Regions from separate parts of the Mus musculus genome. Here all the other regions are linked to region 2. Evidence: chromatin contacts called from public HiChIP or PLAC-seq and promoter capture Hi-C data. All regions are on one chromosome and are shown on one strand. The core of a region is the stretch at or near the end of the contact, and the rest is flanking DNA. Distances in the headings are between cores, read along the strand shown.

The links. HiChIP or PLAC-seq counts read pairs in DNA pulled down with a chosen protein or histone mark. Capture Hi-C pulls out chosen DNA fragments and counts their contacts.
Region 1: a contact with region 2 is called in a promoter capture Hi-C map of pancreatic islet. The contact joins the promoter of Slc39a5 here to the promoter of Timeless in region 2. A contact is called at or near these places in 15 of 39 promoter capture datasets (the 3T3-L1 cell line, 3T3-L1-derived adipocytes, the C10 cell line and 9 more), 1 of 15 datasets of contacts at CTCF or cohesin (CD8 T cells), 1 of 484 Hi-C or Micro-C datasets (Th1 cells), 5 of 115 datasets of contacts at active chromatin or transcription factors (CD8 T cells, the SCID.adh cell line, bone marrow-derived macrophages and 1 more) and 3 of 9 other capture datasets (adipose tissue, liver and pancreatic islet).
Region 3: a contact with region 2 is called in an H3K27ac HiChIP or PLAC-seq map of extraembryonic endoderm stem cells. The contact joins the promoter of Ptges3 here to the promoter of Timeless in region 2. A contact is called at or near these places in 22 of 39 promoter capture datasets (the 3T3-L1 cell line, 3T3-L1-derived adipocytes, the HPC-7 cell line and 15 more), 1 of 15 datasets of contacts at CTCF or cohesin (the NIH/3T3 cell line), 4 of 484 Hi-C or Micro-C datasets (CD4 T cells, forebrain, liver and 1 more), 16 of 115 datasets of contacts at active chromatin or transcription factors (the 230-238 cell line, CD8 T cells, the HPC-7 cell line and 10 more) and 3 of 9 other capture datasets (adipose tissue, liver and pancreatic islet).
Region 4: a contact with region 2 is called in an H3K4me3 HiChIP or PLAC-seq map of the SCID.adh cell line, with 13 read pairs. The contact joins the promoter of Prim1 here to the promoter of Timeless in region 2. A contact is called at or near these places in 9 of 39 promoter capture datasets (the 3T3-L1 cell line, the C10 cell line, embryonic stem cells and 4 more), 1 of 484 Hi-C or Micro-C datasets (Sertoli cells), 4 of 115 datasets of contacts at active chromatin or transcription factors (the SCID.adh cell line, bone marrow-derived macrophages, memory CD8 T cells and 1 more) and 3 of 9 other capture datasets (adipose tissue, liver and pancreatic islet).

What each region holds. Positions count from the first base shown.
Region 1 is chr10:128,398,695-128,402,970 of GRCm38.p6, forward strand. It overlaps Slc39a5 (solute carrier family 39 (metal ion transporter), member 5), which reads right to left and starts at 2,530. Exons shown (of 12, transcript NM_001136237.1): 1 at 2,476-2,530; 2 at 1,740-1,833; 3 at 1,110-1,462; 4 at 578-758. The coding sequence starts at 1,393. Nabp2 (nucleic acid binding protein 2) reads right to left here. Exons shown (of 7, transcript NM_027257.2): 7 at 2,701-3,229. The coding sequence ends at 3,030.
Region 2 is chr10:128,230,594-128,234,961 of GRCm38.p6, forward strand. Timeless (timeless circadian clock 1) reads left to right here and starts at 1,470. Exons shown (of 29, transcript NM_001164081.1): 1 at 1,470-1,582. Mip (major intrinsic protein of lens fiber) reads left to right here. Exons shown (of 4, transcript NM_008600.5): 4 at 1-1,219. It overlaps Gm26847 (a long non-coding RNA gene), which reads right to left and starts at 2,470. Exons shown (of 2, transcript XR_380941.4): 1 at 2,155-2,470; 2 at 1-2,062.
Region 3 is chr10:128,057,160-128,061,924 of GRCm38.p6, forward strand. It overlaps Ptges3 (prostaglandin E synthase 3), which reads left to right and starts at 1,823. Exons shown (of 8, transcript NM_019766.4): 1 at 1,823-2,127. The coding sequence starts at 2,126.
Region 4 is chr10:128,012,358-128,016,790 of GRCm38.p6, forward strand. Prim1 (DNA primase, p49 subunit) reads left to right here and starts at 2,858. Exons shown (of 13, transcript NM_008921.2): 1 at 2,858-2,994; 2 at 3,607-3,764. The coding sequence starts at 2,892.

The DNA.
Region 1 (4,276 bases), core at 1,280-3,779, 170 kb after region 2:
GGGACAGGGGACTTAATGTGTGTTAATCCCTGGTGATTATCCAATCCAATGTAAGTATTCGACATATATTTCTTAATTTGCTAGAGAACGCTGCTGTCATCTCCCTCTTATGCCCTAAGAATTTCCTGTGTTAGCGATGAGCTACTTTGGCCACTAGACAAGAAACCTGACAATGCCGTCCATCTTTAGTCAACACCCCACCATGGGTTGATCCAGCCTAGGCTGGAGTGCTTCTTTTGATAGGGCATGCCACCTGATCACAGGGTCCGGCAGCTTTGTCTGCCACCTTGTGTGTGTAGAACAAGGAACAGACGGACTGTTTCAGATGGATATACCATCATCTCCAGGACACTTTTCCACATAACCATCCCCACAGCCTAACCCTGAGATACTTCCCTGGATTGTGCGTTTGCTAAGTGACACCTCTGAATTTGGTGAGCCTGCGCTAAGGTTAAAGGGAACACTGAGTAGCTATTCGTTTACTGACTCTTCATGTACTTCAAGCCCCCTAAAGGGCCAAATACTTCAGGCCACCTACTCCCATGGTTCCTTCTCCTGTCTAGAGACTCAGACTTACATCCTCATTCAGATGGTCAGCCAACGAATGGTCCAACAGCAGAAGCCTCTGGAAGAGGTCTAGGCTCGAGGGCCCTGACCCGTGCAGGTCAGGAGCCTTTGATTCCTCCTGGTCACCCCAACCTGAAGGGCCCAGAGGCATTCCTGCCCAGATGTCCACACTCAGCTCCGGCTCTTGCAGCCTACATTAGATGGATTAGCAAGCAAGTCAGACTTACTCAAGTTCCCTGACACCTGCCCTGAGCTGTCACCTGGAAGGTTTGGCGAAGGAAAGACAACCACAGTCAGTCCTGGGAAGACCTGAGAGCTGTCATTTGTAAGAGAACCTAAAGTGGGTGGCTGTGGGCTCGACAGGGAAAGCCTGGAAGTACCGAGAGCTAGGACTTCTGGAGAATTGAAGCTAATAGAGGTGAGCAGTTGGTGTGAGAGGATTTGTAACTCTGGGGATTCATGCACTGGGCAGCTGGAGCCTAAGCAGGCACTGAGCGGAACCAGGAGATGCCACATTTTGTGTTTGGGAGAGAGATTAATACCTGTGTGTGAAATTGTCTCCACTTGTGGGTGCAGCCCGCCCAGTTGGAGGCTCATGGTGTCCCAGACGGAGCCCCTGGACTCGGCCTAGTCCTAGGCTGTGGAGAAGCCGCGCCAGGCCCCCTGCAGTCAGTGTCCCGTTCTCTCCATATAGACCAAACAACTGGGCCAGGTAGTGGTTCTGTTCCTGTTCAGCTGGGCCCAGGTTTGGGACGGAGCCTCCTACCCAGCCCAAGGCCACCCCCACACATAGGCCAGTCAGCAGATGATGTACTGGGGGCCCCATCACTAGGGCTATGGTTAGAGGCTCTGTTTCTGACTTCTATTTCCTTTGAGACATCCTGAGGACTGTACCCTAGAACAAGGAGGAGGGGTGGGGTCAGAGCTGCTGTCCCTCAGCTGAGAGCTAGGGAGATGTTCTTACACTTACCACCGCTTACTGAGTCTGTCTGCAGCTTCTGCAGGCTCAGGCGTTCTCTGCCCCTCCCTTCTGCCTTCTGGAGCAGCCTCCTGACCCCAGAGCTCTCCTTACACCTGGTCCCGAGACAACCCACCTCTCAAGCTTGTTCCGCCTCCCTATTCCCTCTCCATATTCAGGGCCTCACCCCTACTGGCAGTGTGAGAGCTGTCACCTCAGGTCCCTGGAAGGCCTCACTGTGGACCTTAGGAGATCCGAGGGAAGGAGCTCAGCCTTCAGATGCAGTGGAAGCCACGTCACAAGGAGGGCTGAAATGGATAGGTTTCCCCTTAGCCCACCTGCTCTGGGGCGGAGTCAGGGGTGGGGCAAGTGTGGGAAGGTTCATATAGGAGTTAATGGTTCACTGGTCTCTGGGATGGGGGGGGTCAAAAGTCAGTCTCTGCAGGGCCTTGACTGGGGAGGGGCCACCCTCTGCCCTGAAGAAGCCACATGGTTAAGAACTTGTGCTCAGTTTTTTCCTCTTAAATATTTTATAGCCCATAAGCCATTCAGCGCCACCCAAGCCTTTTCCTAAACGTACCCTCCCCACATTCCTAACATCTGGTCCTGAGCTGCGTCTGTTTCCAACCCCATCCCCACATTCCCTGGAGAGTTGAGCCAAGGTGCTCCTAAACTGGGAGTTAGAGGGAGAGGCAGATAAGTGGCAATTCCAGATGCATTTAGGAAAGTGACTTCAGTGATGCCCACCCTGGGAAGTGTAAGAAAAGAGCTGTGATTCCCCGACTCCAGCAAGCACTAACCGTCAGCACCCCCCAGCTCTATAATCAATGAACGAGAAAGAGGAAGCCCTGTTGAGGAAAAGAAGCCAGAACAGGGCTCCCCTCTGACATCTGACCTGGCTTACAATCAGGGGGTCAGTGAGTGGCCCGGGGGGTTGGGGTTAGCATTACCTGACGGCAGGACAGGAGACACAAAAGACACCAAGAGGAAGGGGGACCCAGCCTTCTTGTGGGAGGCAGGCTGGACAAGGGTCACCTGGAGGGAGGGGGTAGGGGAGGGACACTACCTTAAAGGGGCAGGCTTGCTTTGCCAAAGGCCTCCTTGCCTGGGCACTACAATTCCCTAAGTGCACACCTGCTAACCTCTTTCCTATGAGAGAAACACAGACTCCAGAATGAGTGGGAACATTTATTAGGAAGGAGGGATTTCAGTTAGACCCTTATTTCCCACACAAAAACCACACTGTCTTTTCCAAAGGAGGGCAGGCAGAGGACCCTGGATCCCAGGGGATAGACAGCATCAGCAGGACAGGGGTGGGGTGGGGCGTGAGTTTGAGGTGGATAAGGCTGCTGCTTCCAACCCCTCCAGGGAAATTTAGTGGCTAAAACACAGCTACTTTATCCTCTAATCCCAAAGCCAGCAGCCTGATAGAAGACTGTCTTGTTCTCTGGCAGAGACGCCTGGATCATGGTTGTGGTGGAAGGAAGGAGAGACTCATCTCTTGCTATCTCTTGCTGCTTCTTCGGGTTTCTTTGCCGTTGCTGACAGGGTTGCTGGAGGGGCCAGGAGGGCCGGAAGGCGTGTGGTTGGGTTGACTTCGAGTGATTCGGGTGCTGGGGGGATGTGAGGGGGTGTGAGAAGGATGGGGGCCACCCACAGGACCTAGCTGGGTGCTCAGTCCATTTCCGTTCTGGTTCTCGGAAGCTAGTTGTGGGAGAGGAAGAAACAGAGTTAGGTAGTTAAGGTAAGAAAGGGTCTGTCTTCAAAGCCCACTTCCATGCCCCAGAGAGTGGATGAGTCTTCACCAAGCACAACTGCGTGAATGCTGACCAGGTACAAAAAGACTATGGGTTTTGAATAAGAATGGGATCCTAGCCGGCATGGTGGCGCACGCCTTTAATCCCAGCACTCGGGAGGCAGAGGCAGGTGGATTTCTGAGTTCGAGGCCAGCCTGGTTGGGACCCTAGCACTGATAATTTTAACTGTCAATTTGGTACAATCTAGAGTCTGCTAGGGAGAGTCAGTGAGGGGCTTGTCTACATTGGCTGGTCTGTAGGGGATTGTAATTAACTTAATTTTGCAGGAAGACCTAGCCCAACTGTAGATGGCCCTATTCCCTAGGCAGGTGGTCCTGAATAGAGTACAAAAAGCTATGGGCTAAAAGTATGAATGGGGCCCCTCAATAATTTTGGAAGTTGCTCCATGAACCACATATGTGTGTGTGTATAATTTTATATTATATAAATACAACATATTTATCTTAGGTATCTCTGTGTCATTGGAAATCAGACCCAGATTTAGTTCAAGGCTCAAAGCTCTCTGAAAAAATGTCCTATGGCCCAAGATGCCTGTAAAGCTGGAGAAGCACAGGAAGAAGAGCTATAGTTTCTCTTTAAATGGAAAGGGGCTGGGTCTATCATGTGGGAAGTTAGTGCTTGGGTTAGATACCCAGCACTATAATAAAATGAAAAATACATCCGGGAACTGAACCCCTCTGCCACTGACTGAGCCACTTAGCTACACATCACCCCCCAACTGTGTATATTTTGTGTTTACTCCTGTGTGTGTGTGTAGCTAAGTGTACACGCACGCACACACACACACATATATAACCTTCAGGAGTTGGTTGTCTCCTTCTGCCATGTGGATGTTCTGGGAATTGAACTCAGGTTGTCAGGCTTGATGTCAAATACCCATTCCTGCTGAACCACCTTGCCAATCCCTACACCCATATATTTTAAACATTTTAAG
Region 2 (4,368 bases), core at 220-2,719:
GTCATGTACTTCTTTATTTTTTAACTTACGTTTTTCATTTTTTTCCCCCTTTTGCTGTGTGAAATCTTTCAAGTTGCATTCACGACTGGTTAGTGCAAACTTCCCTTCCTCCCCGCTCCAGCTACCCTCGCCGTGTGTGCACGACTGTTCATATGAATGTGGGTGCGTGTGGCCGTGTCTGAGTTTGCGGGCACAGAAGCTAGGGGAGGGGAAAGAGGTGTCAACATGTATGTCATTTCCCACCCCAGTTTGGTGAGCACAGGGAACCCGAGTTTCTGGCCTTTACCCTGCTTCCATTCAAGTATATGCACCTTGATTTTTGAAGGGTCACGGGGGTGGGTGGGGTGTCGTTCCTCTCAGGAAGCAGACAGCAGAAAGAAAGGAGGAGGGAAGGCATTCCAGGGGTTAGGAGGTCTGGTGGGAGAGGAATCCAAGATTTTATTTCCAGATCACCACACAAGTGTACCTAAGTTTTGAGGGAGTTAATGGGAGACTATAGGCTACGGATCTCATGGATGCTCATCCCAGAGAAAAGTAAACACGGGCCTTGAGTTGTTCTGTAAAGCCACATAAGCCTGCCTACATCCACCGGCTGGGCTGTGTGTTCAGAAGCCTTGAGCCACGGACCTTCCAATAGAAACAGGGGTTAGGCAAGTTTAAAAGGCCCTGCCTAATAGCCCCAGACAGAAGGTGCTGAAGCCCAGAATTGCTCTCTGAGGCTAAAACAGGAAATCTGGTGTCTGAAGCAAATTTACAGGAGTTGAGGGGCAAGACGGGGGTGGGGTGAGTGGGTGGGGGAAGATTCATTTAGAGCAAACTGAACTTTGCAAATGGCATCTCTGTACTTTTATCACTAGCTCCATAGTCTTTTATTTTTGTATGTCTTTTCACTTTTCTCTCGGCTATCCTTTCTGCTAACTCTCCCTCATGACCCAGATATCGATCTCCTCAATCTAAACGCTTAATTCAGAGATGATTTTTTTTTTTTCTTTTGGAGCCCTATCTTGTATTTGTTCGTAAAACAGCATCGTCTCAACAGGGGCGCAGGTGACCCTGAACGAACAAGGAATATTTATTTCAGATCTTTCTATTCTGAGCTTCCTGTATATACCTTGCCAGCTTTAAAACATATGCCTGTAAGAAGACAGACAACCCAAAACTCCACCCCAAACATCAAACTCTCCACTTCCTCCCAAATAAAACACATCTTTTCTAACTAGCCATTTAAGACTTTGGAATAGTCCACTGGACTGGAAGGGGAAGTACGTCTGTAAATTCTCCCTTAATTCGATCTTGATTCTTATTATAATTCAGTAGAAAACCCATAGCGTTTTGGTTTTTTACTTTAACGCAGATGCCCGACTCACATAAAACAGTCCTTTTGGGTTTCCCTTCTTTATCCAATCCTCCCTCTCTCGTCTAGAGTCAAGTGGCTCTGCCCGCCCCGCCCCGCCCCGCCCCGCCCCGCCCCCGCCCGCGCAGGCGCAGACTGGTCGCTCTCAGCCGAGTGGCGGGAAAGGCTGCGACCCCGCACCTCAGGGCCTCAGGCTCTGCGAGGCTTCAGAGGACTCGCGGAGAGCGGGTGAGTGTGTCCGGAGGACCCAGGACCGACAACGGGCGTCCCTGAGGTGGTGGGACGGCGGGGCGGCGAGCAGCGGAGCAGTGAGCGGCTACTTTCCCGCCGCGCGGTTGAAGGGCGGGGGCGGGGCTCCCGGCGCGCACGCGCGTTCTGATCCTGCTCCCGGGCGAGCGCGCCGGAGACCTGCCGGGTTTTCGCGGGTCTCTGCACACCCCGAGCTCGGGCTAGGGAAGGGACGGTGAGGCCAGGATCTTCGAGTTCCGAGAGTAGAACAGAACCCTTCTGCAGTCCAGACCCGAAGACACAGTGGCCTGGAGGTCGTCAGGAGCCAGGATTCTCAGGCTTTGGGGTCTTCATAGGCCTGGTTCGATCCTCTTGCCTAAGAAGGACACAACCTCTAGGGGTGTCAGCTAGGACAAGAGCCATTAGTTAAGCTTCTTTCCTGGAGTGTCATTTCTTTGTCTTTGATGCTGTCACTAGAACCTTGTTTTGGAAAACAAAAATCAAAAAAACTGAAGCCCGTGGTTTTACATTTACTTTGAAACCCCATTTTGGTCGCGTACGGTTTTGCTTACCCAGGTGGGTGTCTTGCGTCCCTGACATTTTTCTCATCCAGTTTGACTTCCAACCTCAGGGAAAGGATGTGTTTGCTTCGCGTCCGCTCGTACCTCAAGGTACTTGAACTCCCTCTGCTGGAGAGTTCTTGTCACTTAAGTGCAGTTGCCCTAAATTCCAGTAATTCAGTTTATCCAGCCCTCCAAGCTAGTTACCCCACAGACAAAGCCTCAGCAGGTTGGGTTGCTTGTTACCAGCCTGAGGATTTGAATGAAGTCTTAGGGGCCCTCATGGTGGAAGGAGAGAACTGAATCCCATGAACAGGAACACACAGAAAGATGAATCATAAATAAAAGGACAGGGTCTCAGTCCTGGCTGGGCTGGAATTCTCTGTGTAGACCAGGCTAGCTTCAGACTCACTGGGGGAAAGGAGCTTGCAGTAGGAGTTTCAGCCCTTCATGGTAACATGATTAAAAGCAGACCCTGGCATGGTGGAGCACACCTTTATCACAGCAGGAGGATCTTTGTGAGTTTGAGACCAGCCTGGTCTACATACTGATTTCTAGGACAGTCAGGAGTACATGGACTAACTTTGCCCCAAAGTTGGGGGAAACATAAATAAATAAAAGAGTTTCTGTTTAATTTTTTTTGTGTGATGGAGCAAACACTGGATGTTGAAAGCATTCTTCAACTGAGACAGCTCTTTCATCTTTTTTTGGGGGGGGGGGGCAGCTTCTTAGGCCCACCTTTGGAAAAGACAGGTAGGAAAGGCCTTTGGTCTGTTACAGATGTGTGTGGGCATGCACATATTTATACATACATATACACACCTAAGCATGCACACAATACACCAGTGGTCTCCCTGGAAAAGCTGAGTGTCTTTGAGCAGAGTCGGATTGCATGTACAGAAGCTACCTCACCAGAGACCAGGTCTCTGAGAACGGAAGCTACCTCACCAGAGACCAGGTCTCTGAGAACGGGCCAGAAGAAAAGGCTCCTTCCAGTCCTGTCGTTCAGTGAGTATTGCACCACTTCCTTGTCTTTGTCAGAGTTTCTATTCCTGCACAAAACATCATGACCAAGAAGCAAGTTAGGGAGGAAAGGGTTTATTCAGCTTACACTTTCCACATTACTCTAGCCTCTGCCTTCCTAGTACTGGCCACTCCCCTCTTTGTGTTCCTGAAGCATTGTAGCTTTGTTTATTATCAGTGCCAGTAAACAAAGTTTATCATACATGGCACTCAGTGCCAAGAGATGAGAGCAGAGGTCCTGGCCTTGAGGACTGGTGGAAGACATGCAGGTATAACTTCTGCAGTTGCACTGACAGGAATTTTCCCCAGCTCTTCCCTCTCAGTGTGCTCACTGGCGTGTGTCCTGATTCCTCCCCATTTGTAGCTTTAACCTCCCTCCCAGACTTGTCTACTTCAGTCTAGGGATCAGCGTTTACTAAGCACCTACATGATCCCTGGGATCAAGGAGTTGACATTTTAAGTGCAGCTGTCCATTGAATTGTATTAGAATCACCTGAGAAACATGTTTCTCTTATCTGTCTTCCCATAGTGAGAGTTGAACCAAAGGCCAACCACACCAAGCCCTGACACTATGTTCTAGTTCTCCTTCCCTGCCTTACTTAAAGGTAGAGACTCCCTGAGTTTCCCAAACTGGTCTCCATTTTGAGAACAACATGCCCTGGACTCCCATGCTGGGGTTTCAGATGTCCTATACCCCACCACCACCAAGTGTAAGCAGTGATGGAGTGGGACCCAGGAATTCCTGCATCCTTGGCCAGCCAGCTGAGCTCCATCCCCACGAACCAGGAACATCTTCAGAACACTGGCCGAGCCCCACTCCCTGGAAATCATTAACTGTGCCCCACAAACTCGCCGTCTTAAACAATCTGCTTTGACTATCCTGTACACAAAATGTAAATGCCGTGAGGTAGGAGAAGGGGGTGGCTACTGGGTCAAGAAGTCACAACTGTCATATGAGCAGTCTTCTAAGCCCACAACTTAAATGTAGCTTGAAAGGTGACCGTGGGAAGATCATTAAGACTATATTGTGGGCACGGGTGGAGCTTTTTGTTCTTAACTGAGAAAGGGTCTTCTGTAGCCCAGGCTGGCCTCAGTCATTCTGTGTGGTTCTTCCCATAGTGAGAATTGAACCAAAGGCCCACCACACCAGAGCCCTGACACTACATTCTAGTTCCCTGGGTCCCATTCCTGTCACTGCTTACA
Region 3 (4,765 bases), core at 573-3,072, 170 kb before region 2:
CCTGATAAAAGTTTCTTAACAAGGCCTGTTCTGTTTCTTCCAGTTAACATGTCCCTCTTTTTTTGTGCTTCTAACACTTTTCAATTTTCCATTATAACAGTGGGTCTTTTTTCTTTTGGGGATGTGTTAGTAGTTGCTGGTGTCATGGTCTAAGCCCAGGGCTTACCCATGCTAAGCAAGTACTCTACCACTGAGCTACATCCTAACCTTTATTGAAATTGAAAATGTTTCTTTTTGGGGGGTGGGGTTGTCTGTTTTGTTTTTGTCTGATTTGGGGGGGGGGTTTGTTTTGTTTTTTGATTTTTGAGACAGGGTTTCTCTGTGTAGCCCTGGCTGCCCTGGAACTCACTTGGTAGACCAGGCTGGTCTCGAACTCAGAATCTGCCTGCCTCTGCCTCCGGAGTGTTGGGATTTAAGGTGTGCACCACCACCGCCCGGCAAGTCTGATTTTTTGAGGCATGTGTCTTTATATATACAAGGCTGGACAAACTCAGAGATCAACCTGCTTCTACCTGCCAACCCACTGTTGGGATTACAGACATGGGCCATGAACCCTAGCTCTTTTCGAATTTTGAGGGAACTGGAGTTAATGGTTCAGCAGTCAGAACACTGGGTGCTCTTAAAGACATAGGTTCTATTCCCAGAACCTACATGGTTCACATGATCTAGTTTCAAAGGATCTCAGGCCCTATTTTTGACCTCTGTGTGGGAATCAGGCACACACACGGTACACATACATAATTGTTGACAGAATACTTACATCACCTCGGGAAAAAATGGAAATTTGAAACAGGGAAGTTGCCCACACTACCAAGTTGTCCCAGCTCCTTCAGCTGAGATTACAAGCCTGTGACACTACACCAGACTAATTTTCATTTCCCTGACAGGTGGTAAAGTTCTTAACATCAGGCAATTGGATCTGGACTATACAGCCAACATCACCAATTAGTCTGCACTGACATCAATATCAAAAGAAAAAAGCCTGTAATACCAGCACATAAGAGACTGAAGCAGGATTACTCTAAAAACCTGATGTCCTAATAGTGGCTCATTGGTCTACCTCTGCCCTAATCCGTCAGTTTTTGATAAGCAGAGATTGTTCTTGGCTACTAACCCCATTTAACCCAGGGCATTGTATACAAAACCAGTCAAAGGATTTTCAAATAGATCCTTAACCACCTCATCTGAACTCACGCAAGGAGACAGCGAATTAATCTAGAAACTTCCCTCCTCGCCTCCCCCAGGGCGCCAATGTCTCCAAGCAGGGGGGAGAGGCGCGCCCCTAAAGGCAAAGAGGCAAAAGCAGCTCCTCCGCTAAAGGAGCCCAGGCGGGATCCGGACAATCAGAAAAACAGCGAGTGGTCCAGGCTTTAAGGACGAAGCCGTTTTTCCACGGATGCAACCGGCGTTGCCGGGCGTGGTGGCTTTGGCACAGGACTGCAATCCCGGACTCGGGCGACTGAACTCGAGGCCAACCTGGGTTTGCGGCAGGCACCCCTGTCTAAGACAAAACAATCCCCACACATCGCCTTGGGGTCTGCTGTATACGCCGCAGCGTCCCACCGCCTTCCAGGGCGGCCCCTACGTCTCTCGGGGAGATCGCCCGCGAGCGTGCTCAGGCGGTTGGCGGCCAACGGCTTGCTAACGCGAGACCGGAGCCCGGGAAGACAGGCGCGAACGGGGCAGCCGGAGGGTCGAGGGGAGGGGCGGGCGCGGGAAGGATCGCGAAGGAGCCGGGAGGCCCCGCCCCTTCCGTAGAGATCTCTAGAAAACCGCGCAGAGCCTGGAAACGGCGATTGCGCACGCGCGGCGGCCGGCCCGGGCATTTTGCTGCGTCACCAGCCGCCGCCCGGCCTCGCCACCCCTCGCGCGCACGCACGCTCCTTCTCCGTCCTCGCGCCCCTTTTCCTACACTTTCCTTCTCTCCCGGGTTGAGGGAGCCGCTCTCCGCGCGGTGCATTCTGGGCATCGAGGCCGAGCCCGCCGCCGCCGTCGCCTAAGAGGAGCGAGGAGAGGCCGCGACCGGGCAGAGACCGCCGGAGTCGCCGCCGGAGAGGAGTCGACTCGCCAGCCGCCGCCAGCGAGGCCCGCCCACCCGTTTGTCTGGCCCTCTGCCCCGTTCACCATGTGAGTGCGACATCCCGCCGACGGAAGGTCGTCCCGGAGCGGAGCGAGGCCGCGCCGGGAGCCCCGGCTGCCGGGAAACGGCCCCTCGCCCTCCCCCCACCCTCGGCCCTTCGCCTTTCTCCCCGCCCGCGCTGGTGGCAGCCCTGCCGTGGGGTGGGAGGGCCTGCATCCTTGTTCCTGTTACCGTTGGAGGACATTTTTCCTCCAGATGTCCGTTTCCCCACCTCCAGATCGACCCCCGGATTCCTCGTGCCAGAAATCCCACTTTTCTTCCCTAGACAGCCTGGCTCTCTCGGAACTCTGGGAACTTAGCCTTAGGCCCTAAACTCGTGTGTGAGCTTTCCGCCATGAGGGCGCCGGGAGCCGTGGAGTCCTGCCGCTCGGTGCTGATGCCCGGACCCGGCAGGACCGGGCTGAGAGCATTTGTGGGTGCCGCCGTAAGCCGGTGCTACCGGTAGGGCACCACGCGGCCCTCGGCGGCAGGCACTGCTAGGCAACTAGAGGGGGCCATGCCGTCACCACAACGAAACTTCCCGTTCCCACATCTCGGGTCTCTTGAAAATGGTGAACGCTAGCAAATGCGGTCACCTCCTTGGCAGCGAGTAATAGTTACTATGGAGCAGGTAGTTCTGCACGTGTCTAGTCACAAGATACTTGTGGACTCTTTTCTTCTCTGTACCTCAATAAACTTTGGGTGGCATTTCGTCATGCTCTTTGTATGCGGAGGTGAAACAGGTATAAAATGACCATCTCACTTGCCTGAAGGTCTTAATTTGTTTATATGGAGGTTACAGATTCTTTTAATCTAAGAATTTTTGCCCTTATTTTTCTAGCCTGGACAACTTTCAAATATGAGAGAATTGAATTACAGTACTTGAGGGTGGTGTGGGTGGCTGCTATGCACAGCACTAAAAGTTACGGATTGTAGTTGAAAAAAAAAGTTTAACGATTGTACAAGTTTAAGTTTTAACTGCTTGCTTGAATGGCTAAAAATCTAAATTGATAGACGATGTCCTAGAGCCAATTAGTGGCTGAGAAACAGGTCCTAGAAGAAGACCATGTAGTACTAGAAAATGTGTAAAGAAATTTGGAGGAGTCCCCCATAAAAACAAAGATATGTAGCAGGTTTTACATTTTAGTGTTTCATTATAGTAATTTTATTCATGTGTGTGCCCTCCCCCCACCCCCTCGTGTTCCTGGAGGTAAGAGGACAGTCTGTGGGGAAACAATTTAAGTTGTCAGGTAGAGAAACGGAGAGCCTTCACTTGCTTAGCCATCTCACCAGCATGGATTTAAATTTTACCTTTGAGATGTTAAGAAAAAGCTCTTGTGTGTGACTGACCTGTATTCTGATGTCATGTTGGCTTCTTAGGACAAGTTTATGTAAAAACTTTTTGATATTTTCCAAACTGTACGGGGAAAATGAATTGCTAGGTAAAACATAATCAATTTAGTAGATAAACATAGCCAAACGAAACATCTTTTCATCCAGAAGTAGCAATTTAGGAGGTAGAGAGACTGCGCAGTGATTAACAGCACTGGCTACCCTTGCTGAGAACCCAAGTTCTATTACCAGAACCAACTGCCTGCTGAGAGCAGAGGTGTTAGTTCTGAATCTGGAGTTAGAGGCAGTTGTGAGCCACCCTGCTTGGGTGCTCTTGTAGAAGCAAGAGCAGTGTGGTGTGGATGTTTTGTCTGTATGTTTGTGTATCATCTGCACTGCTAGAGGCCAGGCCTGAAGAGAATGTTGGATACCCTGGAGCTAGAGGTTTGTGAATCACCATGTGGGTGCTGGGGCTAGAACCCTGGGTCCTCTGGAAGAGCAGCCAGCGCTTTTAACCCTTGAGCCATCTTTCCAACCTTTGTGTGTGTGGGTGCTCTTGTTTGTTTTTGTCTGTTTTGATTTTTAGGTTTTTTTTTTTTTTTTGGTTTTTTGAGACAGGGTTTCTCTGTGTAGACCAGGCTGGCCTTGAACTCAGAAATCCGCCTGCCCCCTGAGTGCTGGGAATAAAGGCGTGCACCACCACGCCCAGCTTTTTTTTTTTTTTTTTTTTTGAGACAAGTTCTCCCTGTGTAGCTCTGGCTATCCTGGAACTTGGGCTGGAGATACACCTGCCTCTGCCTCCCTGAGTTCTAGGATTAAAGGTGTACAACTCCTGATCCTATTACCTTCTTTAAAGGGATTGTTTTTTGAGAAAGCGTCTATGCTGCCCTAGGTGGCCTAACCTCCCAATATGTGGGAGGATCCCCCTTGAACTCCTACTCTTTCCCTCCACTTCCTAATTATTTGGGATTATAGGTGAACCCAATAGGATTATATATTGGGATTATATAAGATCAAGGCCAGATAGGTCTATATAGTGTGCACACATCTCATTTATTTTTGTTTTTTGTGATGAGGTTTCTGTGTGGACCAGGTTTGCACCATTGTGCACATTTTGAAGAGGTCAGATACCTGGTCTTTTTAAAATGGTCATTCTACAGGGTTAAAGAGGTGGCTCATCCTTTAGCAGAGGATCTGGGTTCAATTCTCAAACCCCACATGGTGGTTGACAACAGTACCAGATTTCAGGGGATCAGGGTTAGGAACCCTCTTCTGGCTTCCGTGGACACTGGGTATATAAGCAGTGTCCTTATG
Region 4 (4,433 bases), core at 1,608-4,107, 220 kb before region 2:
CACAATAAATAACAGAAAGGAGAAACATGAAGGGGAAGGTGATATGTTAGGGGCACCTGGGGAAAATGGGAGAGAAGAGTCAGGGTGCCTATATTCAAGATATCTGGTTTAGAGGCTGGAGAGGTAGCTCAGTGAAGAGCACTTATTAGTCCTCCAGAGGACCCTGGTTCAATTCCCAGCACCCACATCATGACTACACTATTTATAACTCCAATCCCAGGGAATCTAATGCCCTCTTCTGGTCTCCTTTGGTACCAGGCCTGTAAGTGGTACACAGACACACATACAGGCAAAACACCCATAGACATATAAGTAAACAGTTTTTAAAAGATATATTGTTTGCATGTATGCAGATGACAAAGAATAAGCAAAAGGTATGCTAGTAAAAAAATAAAATTGGGACTGGGCGGTGGTGGCGCACACCTTTAATCCCAGCACTTGGGAGGCAGAGGCAGGCAGATTTCTGAGTTCGAGGCCAGCCTGGTCTACAAAATGAGTTCCAGGACAGCCAAAGCTACACAGAGAAACCCTGTCTCGAAAAACCAAAAATAAATAAATAAATAAATAAAATAAAATAAAATAGAGACTGGGAGGTGGTGGTGCACACCTTCAATCCCAGCACTTAGGAGTCAGAGGCAGGCAGATTTCTGAGTTCGAGGCCAGCCTGGTGTACAAAGTGAGTGCCAGGACAGCTAGGGCTACACAGAGAAACCCTGTCTCGAAAAAAAACAAAAAACAAACAAATAAATAAATAAAATTGGGGTTGGAGAAATAGCTCAACAGCTAAAAGCACTGGCTGTTCTTCTAAGACTCAGATTCGATTCCCAATACCCACATGGTGGCACTCACAACCATCTGTAACTCCAGTTCCAGGGAGTCTGATAGCCTCTTAACTTCTGTGGGTACTGCATGCACATAATGAACAAACATACATGCAGGAAAATACCCATACTTATAAAATAAATAAATCCTGAAAATATAGAAAACACATTATAGCCCAGAAATATGTATAATGCTGTATGTTATTTAAAATAATAACCAGCCTGGTGGCATACACTAATGATCTCAGCACTTGAAACACAAAGGGAGGAGACTCTCCAATTTGAGGCCAACCTAGGCATCAAAGTGAGACTCTGCCTTTTTTTTTTTTTTTTTTTTTTTTGGATATTTTACTTATTTACATTTTAATGTTATTGCCTTTCTGCAAACCCCCTATCCCATCCCTCCTCCTCCCTGCTTCTATGAGGGTGCTCCACCTACTCCCACCTCCCTGCCTTTGGGGCATCAAGCCTTCACAGGACCAAGGGCCTCTCCTTTCATTGATGCCTGACAAGGCTATCCTCTGCTACATATGCAGCTGGAGACTCAAGTCCCTCCATGTGTATTCTTTGGTTGGTGGTTTAGTCCCGGGAGCTCTGGGAGGTCTGGTTGGTTGCTATTGTTCTTCCTATGAACTTGCAAACCCCTTTAGCTCCCTCAGTCCTTCCCCTAACTCCCCCATTGGGGTCCTCATGCTTTAGTCCGATGGTTGGCTTCAAGTATCTGCCTCTGTATTTGTTAGGCTCTGGCAGAACCTCTCAGGAGACAGCTGTATCAGGCTCCTGTCAGCAAGCACTTCTTGGCATCACCAATAGTGTCTGGGGAAGACTCTGCCTTTTAAAAATGCATATTTAAAAGAGTAAAATGCAAAAATGTCAATGCAAAATTAAACAAACACGACAAAAGAACTCTGACCTATTCTTGCAACCATTGTTCAAAAGAAAATAAGTTATGTCTTGTTTTTTATTGTTTTGTTTTGTTTCTTGAGGCGGGGTCACAGAACTCACTCTATAGAACAGGCCTCAAAAGCATAGATACACCTGCCTCTGCCTCTGGAGCGCTGGAATTTAAAGTCCTGCATAGCCACTGCCCAGCTAAAAACTAAGTTCTTAAGTGTAATTTTACCAAATGGTGCAAGAAATAAACCTCTGTCTGACAGTTTTGCAGAAAATCAAACTGTTCTCCCCAGTGATGGTCTGGTTCAGATAACAACCCCGGAAACAACTGGTCCAAAACATCAATTCACTACTAGTCAACAACTTCACTAATTTTCTTCCAATTTTGTTCCAACAAGAGAAAGTAAAACATGTCTCCCCACTTCCAGTTAGATTACGAACAGACTCCAATCAGAACCACTAGGCGACGGCTCTTTTCCCTGAGCACCCCCAACCCCGTCCCTTTTTATTATTTATTTTCTCTGAAATTCCCACATTCCTGTGAGCCTTTGCATCTGTACTTATGTACCAAAGGTGTAAAATGGTGGTTGGCTCACTTGCCATGGAAAACTCAGACCAAACAGCCGTTGATTTTTCTCATGCGGTCTTCATTTCGAATACTGAATATAGTAACTCTATGACAATTTTTCAAAATCTCTTTATGAGATATTGGTAATATCTCTAAAATATTCATCTTTTGCAAAGGACTTGTTAAAATCTTACTATTGGCCGGGCGGTGGTGGCACACGCCTTTAATTGCACTTGGGAGGCAGAGGCAGGCAGATTTCTGAGTTCAAAGCCAGCCTGGTCTACAAAGTGAATTCCAGGACTATACAGAGAAACCCTGTCTCGGGGGGAAAAAAAGAATCTTGTTATTACTAATCAAAATCAATATGCTAAAGGTCTCTCCTTTTCGGGGACAATCCTGTTGTTAAATGGATAGGTTTTCAGAGCCCGGAAGATGCAGATGGACTCTAAAAGGAGCAGTAGGAGTCGTCTACACCTGCGAGATCTGCAAGAACTACAATTCCCAGCAGTCCCTCCGGCGGCGCAGGTCCATGCGCGCGCAGGGATGGAGGCCTGTCTTGTTCCCGCCAATTCTCGTGTCAGTCCTGTCCGGGTCTAGTTCTTTACTTCATGGAGCCATTTGATCCTGCGGAGCTGCCGGAGCTACTCAAGCTTTATTACCGAAGGCTCTTTCCCTACGCCCAGTACTATCGCTGGCTCAACTATGGCGGAGGTGATGGAGGCTGGGACGGGATGGGTAGCGGGGCTGGGAGCCGTGTGTGAGAATACTTTGGGCGGGATGTCCTAGGAAGAAGAGAGGCACCTTCTTCACCAATGACAGGCAGCGTCCTTGGAATATTTACAGCTCCTGTTTATTGCTCCCTAGCAAATGTGAAATTGTATGCCCCTTCAGATTACAGGCTATCTAGAACAGAGCTGGGCACAGAGCACTCGTTAAAAATATTCCAGAGAGCCTAGTAGCTCATACCTATAATCCTTACATTCTGGAGATTGGGGCATGTGGATTTTCATGAGTTCAAGGCGAGCCAGGGCTACATAGTAAGCTCTAGAGCAACCTATTCTACACAATAAAACCCTGTCGTTTAAAAACTTATGTCAGGCTGGGCGTGGTGGCACACGCAGAGGCAGGCGGATTTCTGAATTCGAGGTCAGCCTGGTCTACAGAGTGAGTTCCAGGACAGCCAGGGCAACACAGAGAAACCCTGTCTCGAAAAACCAAAAAAAAAAAAAAAACAAAAAAAAAACGAACATATGTCTTCCCATTAGTTAAGGTTTTAGTTAAGGTTACATTATGCCCTAAACTGGAGTTAAAATTATTTTGCAGTGACAAAGAATTACTTTCAACACCGTGAATTTTCATTCACACTGAAAGATGATATTTACATTCGCTACCAGTCCTTCAACAACCAGAGTGAACTGGAGAAGGAGATGCAGAAAATGAATCCATATAAGATTGATATAGGCGCAGTATATTCTCACAGAGTAAGGAATCTTTTTTTTCTTTTGTATTTTGTTTGTATCTTTTTTGTGTGTTTATTTTATAAGCCAGAGTGAGTTCTTGCCCCCAAGTTTTGAAGGTAATGTTTTAGAGTGTATTATTGTTGATGAAACGCACCTTTTTTTCAAATTAATTTTAACACTCTATAGACTGAAAATCACTTGGCTGAAAATACCTTGCCTTCTTCCTAGGTTTAGAAGAAAAGGTGAGCATTGGGCTGGAGTGTAGCTCAATTGATAAGAGTGCTTGCCTGGCATGCATGAACGGTTGGATTCCATTCCTAAGAACACATAAACCAGGTGTAATGGGCATTGTCTCTAATCCCAGCATAAAGGAGGGAGAGGCCAGTTTGAAATACATGAGACCATGTCTTTTTTTTTTTTTAAGATTTATTTATTGTTATATGTAAGTACACTGTTGCTGTCTTCAGACACACCAGAAGAGGGCATCAGATCTCATTACAGGTGGTTGTGAGCCACCATGTGGTTGTTGGGAATTGAACTCAGGACCTCTGGAAGAGCAGTCAGTGCTCTTAACCATTGAGCCATCTCTCCAGCCCCAGTACGTGCCTTTTATTGCCTGTTCTGATAGGTATTGATGGACCCTTACAATACCCCTGGTCTTCAGTTGTGAGGGGAGCTATGATTTTCCTG